Linked DNA regions of Mus musculus: region 1 is linked to region 2. The links are chromatin contacts, called in public HiChIP or PLAC-seq maps. All regions are on one chromosome and are shown on one strand. The core of a region is the stretch at or near the end of the contact, and the rest is flanking DNA. Distances in the headings are between cores, read along the strand shown.

Evidence for each region. HiChIP or PLAC-seq counts read pairs in DNA pulled down with a chosen protein or histone mark.
Region 1: a contact with region 2 is called in an H3K27ac HiChIP or PLAC-seq map of embryonic stem cells, with 6 read pairs. The contact joins two enhancer-like sites. A contact is called at or near these places in 1 of 39 promoter capture datasets (embryonic stem cells), 8 of 484 Hi-C or Micro-C datasets (Th2 cells, bone marrow-derived macrophages, embryonic stem cells and 4 more), 8 of 115 datasets of contacts at active chromatin or transcription factors (the 230-238 cell line, craniofacial prominence, embryonic midbrain and 3 more) and 3 of 9 other capture datasets (adipose tissue, liver and pancreatic islet).

What each region holds. Positions count from the first base shown.
Region 1 is chr9:21,783,810-21,790,266 of GRCm38.p6, forward strand. The region is part of intron 3 of Kank2 (KN motif and ankyrin repeat domains 2); the gene reads right to left. Among named protein-coding and RNA genes, the nearest start is that of Kank2, 12 kb to the right of the region's middle. Within about 2 kb of position 3,287, at least 52 of the 459 cell types and tissues checked have an H3K27ac peak or open chromatin away from gene starts, as enhancers often do. A contact at or near this core is called in embryonic stem cells, where this site is marked.
Region 2 is chr9:21,703,997-21,710,509 of GRCm38.p6, forward strand. It overlaps Smarca4 (SWI/SNF related, matrix associated, actin dependent regulator of chromatin, subfamily a, member 4), which reads left to right. Exons shown (of 34, transcript NM_001174078.1): 34 at 1-234. Among named protein-coding and RNA genes, the nearest start is that of Gm26511, 16 kb to the right of the region's middle. Within about 2 kb of position 3,090, at least 14 of the 459 cell types and tissues checked have an H3K27ac peak or open chromatin away from gene starts, as enhancers often do. A contact at or near this core is called in embryonic stem cells, where this site is marked.

The DNA of each region.
Region 1 (6,457 bases), core at 2,037-4,536, 80 kb after region 2:
CAACCAATCAAATCAAAACCCCGCTCTGCCAAAATTTTACTAGGAGAAGATAAAAGTATAGTAGGTTTGGTGCGGTGCCGCAGGCCTCTAATCCCAGCACTGGAGAGGCAGGGGCAGGGGCAGGGGCAGAGATAGAAGCTCTCTGTGAGACTGACATCAGGTTGGTCTACACAGCAAGCTCCAGGCCAGTCAAGGTTGCGTAGCAGGACTCTGTTTCAATAAAAAGAAAGCAAGCTCTGGAGATGGTCAACTGCAGATCATTATAAATGCGCCTTCTGCTGCTGGAGTGGCCACCAAGATGGCTTTACCAGCAAGGAAGATAAGGGCATTTGCTGTACAAGGCTGGCAACCTGACATGAATGAGCACTGCCCTGTCCACAGAGGCTCCCACACACACGTAACACACATGTAACACACACATGGAAGGGGGCACTTTTACTCCACATATCATTTATTCTAAGTTTTACAGATTTTTTTTAGTGTGTGCATGTGTGTTGCCTGAATGTATGTCTGTGCATGTCTGTTTGTCTGTGTATGTCTGTCTGTCTGTCTATGCACTGTGTGCATCTTGGTGCCTGCACAAAAGAGAAAGAGCATCCATTAGCTTCCTTGGAACTGGATGGTGTGAGCCACCATGTGGGTGCTGGGAATTGAACCTGGGCCTCTGCAAGAGCAGCCAGTGCTCTTAACCTCTGGCCATCTCTCTGCACTTTGTTTTTTTTTTCAAACACAGTCTCACTGTGTAACTTTGGTGGCCTAGAACTCACTATGTGACCAAGCTGGCACCAAAATCAGACAGAGTGTCTGGTCTCTCCCTCAGGAGTGTGAGATCAAAGGCGTGTACTACCACACCCGACACATGTGACTTCTTGGGCCCAGTCTCCAAGGACGTGCAGTACCCAAGCCACTAAGTGTGGGCTCAGTGTGATTCCACTTCACTTTGCTGCCTATGGCCCTTGTCATACTGCTGTGGCTCTGTGCCCCTCCTTCTTAAGGCACTCATGTCCTCCTATGGGTCCAGCTCCGCCAAGGGCCCAAGAGTGGAAGTTCTCTTTAATAGTTAATTTTTTTTTTTTTAAGATTCAATGTTTTGTTTTCAGAGAAAGAGTCTCACTGTGTAACCCTGGCTGGCCTGAGGGATGGCCTGCCTCAGTATTAGGATTAAAGGTAGAAGCTAGTGCCACTAACTTTTTTTTTTTTTTTCTTTTTCTCCGGTAACAGAAGCAATTCATTGCTTCCTGAAGTTCCTGGGCGCTACTCAAGTTCTGCAAGTAGCTTAGAGTGCTTTCTCTACACAGGCTGAGTGTGGACAGGACAGGGTGGGGTGGGATACTTGGCTACAAATGTGTCCAAAAGCAGTATAGTCCAGGGTGTGGTGCCTCAGCTAACAGGGAGTTGAATTTACTTTGTGAGCCAGGCACTAGGGCTGGGTGCTTCAAAATTCTCATTTACTTATTTATTATTATTGTTTTGCGGTCCTGGGGATGGAACCTGGGTTGTGTACACTATTGCAGTATTCTTAACTGAGCTGTGGCTCTGGCTTGCTCATTGTCTTTTTTGAGACCGAGTCTCATGTGGTCCAGGCTGGCCTTGAACTCACTGCCTTTACCTCCCAAGCTCTGGGATAGAAGCCAGCACTTCCTGCATTCTGGGGCTACATTCTACCAACCAAATTACATCCTCAGGCTCTTGCTGCTGCTGTTTTGTGGGTATTTCTTTACATCTCAGGCCTACCTTGTCCTAGAGAGCTTCTTGTCTCAGTCCTGGGGGCTGGCATAGCAGGCGTGCCCCACTATGCTTGGCTTAGAGCTGCAGATTTTGAATGCTGGGGGCTGGAGGGCTGGCAGGGCAGCTCAGTGGGTAAGGGAACTAGCCTGATGACCTGAGTTCATTTATGTGTAAGCTGGACATAGTGGTGGAAGTCTGCAATTCCTATGGCAAGATGGGAAACCACTGGAAGCCCTTGGGCTAGCCTGGGGAACCAGCAGTAAACAAGAGAGAAGCAGAAGGTGAGGACTGGCGTCTGACACTGGCATGTCTTCGGTAGCAACATGCTTGCCTCCCCCAAACACACCATGCATCTCGAGGATAAAAAATAGGAGCAACGCTGGGCGGTGGTGGTGCGCCTTTAATCCCAGCACTTGGGAGGCAGAGGCAGGAGGATTTCTGAGTTCGAGGCCAGCCTGGTCTACAAAGTGAGTTCCAGGACAGCCAGGGCTACACAGAGAAACCCTGTCTCGAAGAAAAAAAAAAAAAAAGGAGCAACGATAAATCTTAGATATAGTCTGTGTGCTAGGTTGTCCCTGTAATCCAGGCTCCAGGGCTAGGAGTCTGAGGCACGAGGAATGTGAGTCCAGCCTATCTGTCTGTCTATCTGTCTATCTATCTATCTGCATACATGTATACAAATATGTGCTATGTATGTGCAAGAGCTTGTGTGAAGAAGAGAAAGAAGAAAAACCAACAAACTAGGCTTAAAAGGTTCCTTCCGTCGGGGCAGTGGTGGCACACAACTTTAACCTCAGCATTTGGGAGACAGAGGCAGGCAGATTTCTGAGTTCAAGGCCAGCCTGGTCTACAGAGTGAGTTCCAGGACAGCCAGGGCTACACAGAGAAACCCTGTCTCGAAAAACCAAAAAAAAAAAAAAAAAAAAAAAAAAAAAAAAAAACACAACCCCCAACTAAACAAAAAAGGTTCCTTCCAACCCCAGCTGGGTGTTCACATGTTGAAATAATATCAGGTGATGATGGTTCATGCCTTTAATCCCAGCACTTGGGAGGCAGAGGCAGGCGGATTTCTGAGTTCAAGGCCAGCCTGGTCTACAGAGTGAGTTTCAGGATCACCAGGGCTAGTCAGAGAAACCCTGTTTTGGAAAAACCAAACCAAAGCAAAGCAAAACCAACACAACGGCAGCAACGGCAGGCCTCCAGTGGCCCGTGTCTCAGCACTCTGCATCTGTGCATTCAAACAGCTTCAGGTCAGAAATAACAGTAGGGAAAAATAAACCTTTTCTAGGCCCAGCAAGAGGGCTCCTAGGTTAAAGGTGCTTGCTGCCAAGCCTGACTCCTGAAAGTTAGCCTCTGACACCCCTCTTCCCCCAATAAATAAAAATGTAACAATTTTTAAAAATCCCTTGTGCTGGGGAGATGCCTCAGTGAGCAAAGCACCCCTGCAGTGTAAGCCTTAGGTTCTGAGTTCAAATCCTCAAACCCCAGCAGGGCTGTGTGTGTGATCCCAGGGCAGCTATGGAGAGATGGGCGTGCAGCTGCAGAACCCTAAGTCGGCCAGCAGGGGGGCGGATGGAGCAAACAAGGCACTCCATCTCAAACCAAAGCCTGTGGCTGCTGCTTTCGGGATGCTCACGAGGGGCTCACACCACATTCCTCACGTGTGCTCAACACCCCCACCCCACCCCTTTCCCCACCCAGGAGGATAACAGGTCAAAGGCCACCCAGCTAAGGTGGATTAGAGGCTAGGCTGCACAACTGTAAGACTTAACCTAAGAACAAAACAAATAAAGGGGCTGGGGTGGCGACTCAGCAGGTCAGCCACAAGAGCCAACAGACAGCCTGGATTCAGATTCCCAGAGAAACTGCTGGACGCAGGGCTGACAAGGTGGCTCAGCCCACAAAGGGGCTTGCTGTCAGGCCTGGTGACCTGAGTTTGATCCTCAGGACCACAGTGTGGAAGAAGAGAACGGACCCCCCCCCCCAAACTGCCCTCTAACTGCCACACATTACCCTCCAAAGGTAATTAATAGACGTAATAAAATACAGGAGCCGCACTCAGCCGCATGGTTCTCGCCTGGCTTGCAAGATGTCCACAGCCCCATCCCAGCACTGGAGGAAAAAAAAATTAAAGTGGAAAAAACAAGAAACAGAGAGAGAATCTTGTTTTTCTGAAACACAAGACCATTTAAGGAAATCAGGCAGGCACCGAGAATGTTTTTCAAGGACACGGAATATCTAAATTAGCAGCTTGAAGGTGGGGTGCAGCAAAGTCATTAAAAGGCCTGGGGTGGTGGCACATGCCTGAGGGCCCAGGGAATGGAGAGGGTGAGGCAGGAGGATTGTTTGGTAGCCAGCCAGGGAAGCACAGGGAAACATCATCTTCAAAAAGCAAAATGTGGGGCGGGCGAGATGGGTCAGTGAAGAAAGGAGCTGCTAAGTGTCTAGCTTAGATTGATCTCTTGGACCCACATGGTAGGAGAAAGATGTCTTCCCAAAGCCCTGCTCGAACATCCACACATGCCCGCACATACACCCGGAACAAATAAATACGTCTGTAAGTCATTCAATAGGGGACAAAGTATGATGGCCACGCATGGCAGTGGGCATCTGTGACCCCAGTGCTGAGGAGGGGACTCAGGCTGTGGGAGGCTTACAGTACACAGGAAAGTCCCTGTTTCAGAAAACAAAAAAACAAAACAGAAGAAAAATGAAAAACATATATAATGACTGGATTGAGATGAAAGCTATAATTGAAAAAATGGGCAAGCCGAGCTCAGCAAGACTGCACACACCGTGCTGTTGGACAACTGTGTCTGTCGGTGTTTTCTAAGATTTATTTTTAATCAAGAGTGTGCCTGGGGAGGCTCCTGGTGCGGCTGCCAAGAGGCAAACAGGTCCTCATAAGAGCAGCCAGCGCTCTTAATTGCGAAGCCACCTCTCCAGCCCCTGGTTTTATTTTATGTGTATTTTTGAGGCAGAATATTATGTACCCCAGGCCGCCCTTTGATTCTCTCTTAAAACAATAAACGCAGGAAAAGTGAAAAGAACTTCCTTTGTTCTTTCTTTCTGTGTTTTCTGCAAGACGGGGTTTTCCTATGTAGCCCTCACTGTCCTGGAACTCGCTCTGTAGACCAGGCTGGCCTCGAACTCAGAAATCTGCCTGCCTCTGCCTCCAGTGCTGGGATTAAAAGGTGTGTGCCACCACTACAAAGCTTTTCCTTTTTTATTTTCTGCGTCCTCTAACCGTTGATCCTCTGCCTCCATCTCCACACACCCTCTCCAGCCAAGACGGCCCAAGCCAGTGTTTATCTACATCCTCTTTCTTTTCCATTCCGTTCTCTGTTCTCTCTAAAGCAAGATGGCATCTTGCTATGTAGCCCTAGAAGTACCTAGGACTCACCACAATCCTCCTGCCTCAGTCTCCCAAGTGCAGAAATGAGCTTGGTAGGCTATATGTGCTATGATGCTCGGTAGCCTTTGCATTTTTATGTGGCTGGGGAAAAACAAAAGGAAAACATGAGAGGTCCAGGTTCAGGGCCCGGCCCAGGAACAGAGCACTTGCCCAGGATGTACGAGACCTGGGTTCCACTGCAGCTGAAAAAATAAATACAATCAAACAAAACAATAATCTCCACCAGCTTTGTGGTGCCAGATACTAAAAACATACTTTTCTTTTATGCATTTGAAAAATTCAGGCTGGCTATGGTGGCTCAAGCCTGAGGTCCCAGCTTTGGCAAGCCAGACAAGAGGCAGGCAAAAGAGCAGCCTGGGCTACAAAATAGAACTGTCCCAAACACACACACACACACTCCTACAAAATAAACACAGGACTGAGGCTGGGGTGGGAGGACACGTGCGAGCCTGCTCCAGGCCCTGGGTATCATGCCCAGCACCCTGTGAAACAGGCATGGTGGCTCACTCCCGCATCCAGCACTCAAGGGGAAGAGGCCTGGGGATCAGGAGAGCAGGGTTATCCTGGGCTACCTGAGACACTGCCTCTAAATTAATGAATTAAACTATAAAATAGAAATTTAGAGCTGGGGCTGGAGCACGGCCCAGGTAGGATGCTGGCCCAGCGTGTGCGAGGCACAGCAGCCAAGGGTGGGAGCTGTGCTGGTTGCGCACCCCTGGCACCCCAATACTCGGAAAAGCTGAGGCTGCAGCATGACCATGAGTTCCAGGCTAGCCTGGACTGGAGTGGGACCCTGGCTCAGCAAAACAGAACAACCCAAAATGTAGAAAGCAGCTACTCCAAGGTATTCTAGATTTTTCTGTACTTTCCAATCCTTCTACAAAGAAAATAAATCACATTTTTGTTGCTTGAGTGGGGGTCTTGCTTGAGCCATAGCTGGCTGTCCCGGAGCTCACTATATAGCCCAGGCTGGCCTCAACCTCAAAGACCTACTTGTCTCTGACTTCAGAATGCTGGGATTAAAGGAGTGTTGCCACCACTCTTGGCTGTAAGGTTTGTGTGTGTGTGTGTGTGTGTGCACGTGCATACAGGACTCCAGGTCTTTCACTCCATCTTGCCTACCTCTCTCCAGCCTGGGGATGTGTCTGTGTGTTTGTGGAGGTGGGGGCTTCCCCGACTCTTCAGCTGGAGAAAGTAAATTCCTGCTCTGCTGAGAAACATAGCTCTCACTAGATGCTAAAGAGGTCACCTCCCCCTGCCTCTTCCTCCAAGGACTGCTCCATGATGTATCATCAGGCCCATCAACCTCAGCAA
Region 2 (6,513 bases), core at 1,840-4,339:
TGTGTGTGTGTGTGTGTGTGTGTGTGTGTATCAAGTACATTCCTAGAGCCTACAGAGGTCAAGGGAGGGCATTGGATCTGGAACTGGAGTCACATGAGGCTGTGAGCAACTGTGTGGGTTCCTGGGCCTTTGCAACAGCAGTTAGTACTCTTCACCACTGAGCCATTTCTCCAATCTCAAAAAGAAGCATTCTTTTAAATGAAGACTGAAATAAATAAGTAGGACTTGCCTTGGTTCTGTGCCTATAAGCCCCAGTTCTGCCTGCAGCCCTTTTGCCCTCCAGTTCTCCATTACCGCTCAGTCTTTGGCCATCCGTAGCTACCAGCTGCCTTGGGAGCCACAGTTGTGTGACAGCTCTAAGGCGAAAGGGGAAGTGTTGTACTCCAAGAGAAGTGTTGTACTCCACTCCAGTGGTGGAAGTTTGTCCCAAGGTCTTACAGCTCTGAAGAGAAAGGTCTCCTGGAAGTCTAGAGCCAAGGAATACCACAGAGACACACTGTACAACAAACCCCACAGGAGACTTCCCAGGAGGGAAAGATCCGAGAGTGTGGCAGCAGAGGCAAAGATCTCCGATTTCAAGGCCTGTATAGTGAATTCCAAGATTCATAGGGTTCATAGGCCCTGTCTCAAAATAACAAAAAATTTGTTCTGGGGCCAGGCATATAGTATACACCTTTAATCCCAGGAGGCAAAAGCTGGTGGATTTATTCATTTCTTTATTTTCGGTTTTTCAAGGTAGAGTTTCTCTTGTGTAGCCATGGCTGTCCTGGAACTCTGTGGAGACCAGTAGGCCTTGAACTCACAGAGATCACCTGCCTCTGCCTCTCAAGTGCTGGGATTAAAGTTCTACCAAGGCTGCTTTATATTGTTATGAGACAGTTTCACGTAGGCCAGGGTGACCTTAAACTTGGTATGGAGGTGCAGCTTGCTGTTAACTCATGATGATCCCAAATGCTGAGATTGCAGGCCTGTACCACCTAGCTAGTGCTCTTGAATTTATCTTCCAAGGCCAACCTGGTCTACAGAGTAAGTTTCAAGACAGCCTGGGCTATACAAGAAGGGAATACAGAGAAGCTGTCTTGGGGGAAAAATTAAAGAGTTCTAGGAGTCAGGCGGTGGTGGCGCACACCTTTAATCCCAGCACTTGGGTGGCAGAGGCAGGCAGATTTCTGAGTTCGAGGACAGCCAGGGCTACTCAGAGAAACCCTGTCTCAAAAAAACAAGAAAAAAAAAAAAAAAAAAAAAAAAGAGTTCTAGGGACTGGAGAGCAGTTAAGAGCACTGGGTACTCTTCCAGAGGATCTAAGTTCAATTCCCAGCACCCACACACAGGCTCACAACCATTTGTTCCTCCAGTCCTAGGAGGTTCAGTGCCCACTTCTTGCCTCGGGGTACTGCATGCATATAGCCCACAAGATATACATAGCAAAGCACATAAACTAAACATGAGTTCTACAGTCAGGCGGAGTGATGCATGCTTCCAGTCCCTGCAGGGGTGGGAAGATCTCTGCATTCAATAGTAGCTTAGTGTACATAGCAAGTACTGCATGATGAGAACTTGTCTCCAAATTCAAAAAAGTGTCCTGGGGACCAGAGAGCTAGCCTAGCAGTTACAGGTACTTGCTGCCAAGCCTGACAGGCTGAGTTTGCTTTGCAGAGTCCAGGTGGAGGAAGGAGAGATTCCACTCCCTCAGGTTGAATCTCTCTGGTGTCAGGTGTGCTATGCCTTTATGCCAGTTTCCTAGACCACCACAATTCAAAACACGTTTATTCATTATTATTTTATGTATATGAGTTAGCCTAGGAGTTCTTGAACTCTAAACACAGTTTTTTTAATGGAATGTAGTAAAATGTGGGTCTTGGGTTGGTTGGAGAGATGGCTCAGTAGCTAAGTACATTTGCTGTTCCTGCAGAGGACCCAGATTTGGTTTGCAGAGCTCACATGGCAGCTCACAGCACCAGGCACGCGCACATGGTACATGCAGGCTAACTCATATACGTAAAATAAAAATGACTAAATGGGCTTTGAATTGTAGTCCGGGCAGCAAGCTGTGTAAAGGCATAGAACGCACAGCCTGCCCAGTTGGTGAAGGCAACAATCCACTCCCATAAGTTTCTCCCCTTCACATATGAGCCCCCTACACACATTAAATACATCCATACATATGTGCATACATGTAAAAGTGAGCCCTTCACAGGGAAGGCAAAACAGACCAGAGTGGTTATTCATTATAAAGAGCAGCAAAGTCCAAAATCACCCCAACAGGCTCTATGTGACCTTTCGTCTCTTCTGTCAGAAGTATAGAGCAGATGGAAACCGTGGTGCAACCCTTTAATCCCAGCACTCAGGAGGCAGGCACACGCAGATCTCTGAGTCTGAGGCCAGCCTGGTTTACACAGCAAGTACCAGGATGGCCAGGGCTACGCAGAAACCCTGTCTAAAAAAAAAAAAAAAGAAAGAAAGAAAGAAAGGGAGAGAGAGAGGGAGAGAGATTATAGCTGCTGCTTCAGGATCAGAAAGCTCCCGTGTCTTTGAATTTCACTATAAACACCCATACATCCAGCTGTGCTGCACAACTGAATGGCTGGTTCGTGATGCCAGAATCTGTCCTTTCTCATCTGAGAGGCAAGAAGCTAGGATTGGGTTTAGAAGAAAGTGAAGTGACCTAATGCAGGCACCAGGTATACTTTGGATTGAGCATCACGTGCACAGCCAGGTGTCATAGGGCCATGGGCCATGGGGATGACAGACAGGTCAGAGTAGTAGTCCTAAACTGCCCTTTGCCTGAAGTTGGTGACGCCCCTTCCGGCCCCACCCCTGCTGGCTTATGATGGCCTTTTCCTCCCCCCTGCTGGCCCCACTCAGTACCTGAGCCTTCCAGATTGCTGAGTCTGAAGGTTTCTATCCATTTCACAGGTAGTCCAGGTGGGGGCCACCCCACAAGCTCCACCCAAAAGTCACATTCCAAACTACAGGGAAGTCCCCAGGTCCTTCTTCCCTTGAATCCCAGCAGATTTCTGCACTGTGTCATAGAAGACACAACCTGCTCGATTCGGATGAGCAGGGCTGTGTGCCACCCAGTGTGTAGAGCACTCAGCTTTCCTGGGATGCACTCCAGCATTCCATAAACCTGTCCTGTGATACCCACAGGCACCGCCCATCACACCACCACCCAACAAAAGCCCAGCTGTGCTGGTGCACGCCTTTAATCCCAGCACTTGGGAAGCAGAGGCAGATGAATCTCTGAGTTTGAGGCCAGCCTGGGCTACAAAGTGAGTTCCAGGACAGCCAGGGCTACACAGAGAAACCCTGCAGACAAAACACGTTATAAAAAATAAAAAACAAAATTATGATTAAAAAGAAAAAAAACACTCTGGGCCTGGCAAGATGACACATGCCTCTAAATCCATCACTCAGGAAGCAGAGGCAAGTGATCTCTGTGAGTTTGAGGCTAACCTGGGTTACATAATGAGACCCTGTCTCAAAGACAAAAAAAAAAAAAAAATCGGGCTACCAGGATAGCTAAGGCAGGTAAAGGGGCTCGCTGCTGACTCTGACCACCCATGGTAGAAAATGAAAGCAAGATTAGTGCATTTAAAGACGTTCCCACAACTGTAGACATTGATGGGTTAAGTCTTTGCTTTTGGCTATTGTTGCATCTATATGCTGAGTTTTATGTCCTGATCGGTACTTACATCATGGAGTCAGTTATGCTAAGGCTGGGCACCAGTTACCATGTGGGTGCTGGGAACTGTTGAAGTCTAGGAATTGCCCCACAAACCACATGGACAACAGTGTCAATCAAATAGGTGTAGTTTATTGAACACACACCTCAGGACTGATTGATTGGGGATGCAGGTTAGAGTTGGGAGCTGAGACTGCAACCCCCAGCCAGAATGCCACATAGCTCTTTTGTTTGTTTGTTTTGCTGTTTGTTTTGTTTTGTTTTTCGAGACAGGGTTTCTCTGTATAGCCCTGGCTGTCCTGGAACTCACTCTGTAGACCAGGCTGGCCTCGAACTCAGAAATCTGCGGAAAGCAAGTGCGGCCTCATGAGCCAAGATGGCACCCAGGTCCTGTGAAACCCACATGTTTACTACCTTGCCCAAACTGCGCAGTGAACCTGCATGCGTAAGCTGCCTGCCAAGTTAGATTATTCCTCGTGATCAGGATCTGTCAGCCTATTTGTGACCGACCTGAGCTCGTGCCTGGAGCATGTGTGATTCTGATTGGATGAGGTAGTGTGGAGTGAGATGAGCTCCGTTGCCCCTACTGTATAAATATAGCCCTTGCCCTAAGTAAAAAGGCTGCAAGTAAAACGAAGGAAGCTGCGTGAACTCGTCTTGGTGTCCGTGCTGTTCCTGTCTCTGCGAGTTGGAGACTGTAGCAGAAATCTGCCTGCCTCTGCCTCCCAAGTGCTGGGATTAAAGACTTGTGCCACCACCGCCCGGTGCCACATAGCTTATAAGCCTAGAATCCACAAACATCTGTGACAAATTATCCTGCCAATCAGCATTTGGGGACAGTGGCCTTCCTTAGAAATATGTATTTCAGAGCTGGAGAGATGGCTCAGTGGTTAAGAGCACCGATTGCTCTTCCAAAGGTCCTGAGTTCAATTCCCAGCAACCACATGGTGGCTCACAACCATCCGTAATGAGATCTGATGCCCTCTTCTGGTGTGTCTGAAGACAGCTACAGTGTACTTCGATATAACAATAAATAAATAAATTTATTTGTTTGTTTTTTTGAGACAGGGTTTCTCTGTGTATCTCTGGCTGTCCTGGAACTCACTTTGTAGACCAGGCTGGTCTCAAACTCAGAAATCTGCCTGCCTCTGCCTCTCAAGTGCTGGGATTAAAGGTGTGCACCACCATGCCCGGCCTGTTTGTTTGTTTAAAGATTTATTTATTTAATTTTATGCATACGAGTACACTGTATCTGTCTTGAGACACACCAGAAGAGGGCATCAGATCCCATTGTAGATGGTTGTGAGCCACCATGTGGTTGCTGGGAACTGTACTCAGGACCTTCGCAAGAGCAGTCAATGCTCTTAACCACTGAACCATCTCTCCAGCCCAGTTTGTTTGTTTGTTTGTTTTAAAGAGTTGTTTATTTATTTTATGTATGTGAGTACACTGTAGATGTCTTCAGACACACCAGAAGAGGGTATCCTATCCCATTACAGATGGTTGTGAGCCACCATGTAGTTGCTGGGAATTGAACTCAGATCCTCTGGAAGAGCAATCGGTGCTCTTAACCACTGAGCCATCTCTCCAGCCTCCCAGTTTGTTTTTTTAATTGCTATTTTGTTTTGAGACAGGTCTGCTCTACATAACCCTGGCTGTCCTAGAACTCACTATGTAGGTCTGGCTTAGCCTCTGGCTAGCTTCAAACTCAGCTTTGCCTGTCTCTGCCTCCCAAGTGCAGAGCCACCACAGCCTGCTTAGCCCCGAATTCTAGATCTTCCTCCTCCACCCTTAAATGCTAGGATTGGAGGCGTATGCTGTGTCCACTTTCTGTGGGCTGGGCATGGCAGCAGGCCTGATTACACGCTGAGCAAGCACTGTACCAGCTGAATCCCAGCCCTGCACCTCTCCTGAAGGCTTTCCAGAACCTCCTTCTCCTACCTGCCCCAAATACAGTTCTGTTTGTTCCCATGAAGCACCACTCTCCCAGTCTCTGGGACCCTTATTCCACTCCCTATCAATGTGTCAAACCACTCTGGGTGAGACCAGGGGTTAGTGAGACCCTCATCTGGTAGTCAGCATAGATCCCAAAGACCCCCAGGCTTCACTGCTGGGCAGACAGCTCATTGCTTAGTGATAACCACTTGCTGAAGACATCCTGGTTCCTAGGAAGCCACACATGGGCAGTGTACTAACTGAAGGTTCATGGTCTCCCCTGGGGTAGCCCTCTACAAAGCAGGGTCTCACTGTCCTGTCCTGGAACTCTGCAGACCAGGCTGGCCTCCAGTCCAAAGAGATCCTCCTGCCCCTGCCTCCCAAAGACTTCCATGACCAGCTTAGTTTTCATTAATTAATTAATTGATATTGTGCTGGGCAGTAGTGGGGCATGTCTTTAATCCCAGCATCTGGGAGGCAGGGAAGGAGGGTCTCCATGGGTTCGGGGTTACCCTGGTCTACAGAGTTAATTCTAGGACAGGTAAGGTTACACAATAAAACCCCATCTTGAAAACCTTGTTAATTAAAATTCTTTTTGTGGGGTGGGGAAATATGTGCCATAGTGTACACACAAAAGGTTCAGCAGACATCCTGTGTGAAGTGTTCCTTCCTTCTACCGTGTGGACCCTAGGCTTTATCAAACTCTGGTTGCCCCGGTTGGTGGCCAATGCCTTTACCCACTAGGTTATCTCACATGCTTCAGAGCCCTTTATTAAAATCCCAAACAAGGACGGAGGGAAGCTCAACAGTGAAGAGCATTTGCTGTCCCTCCACGTGACCAGAGTTCAGGTCCCAGGGTCACATCTCCTCCTTTTTGTTTTAATAAAATGAGG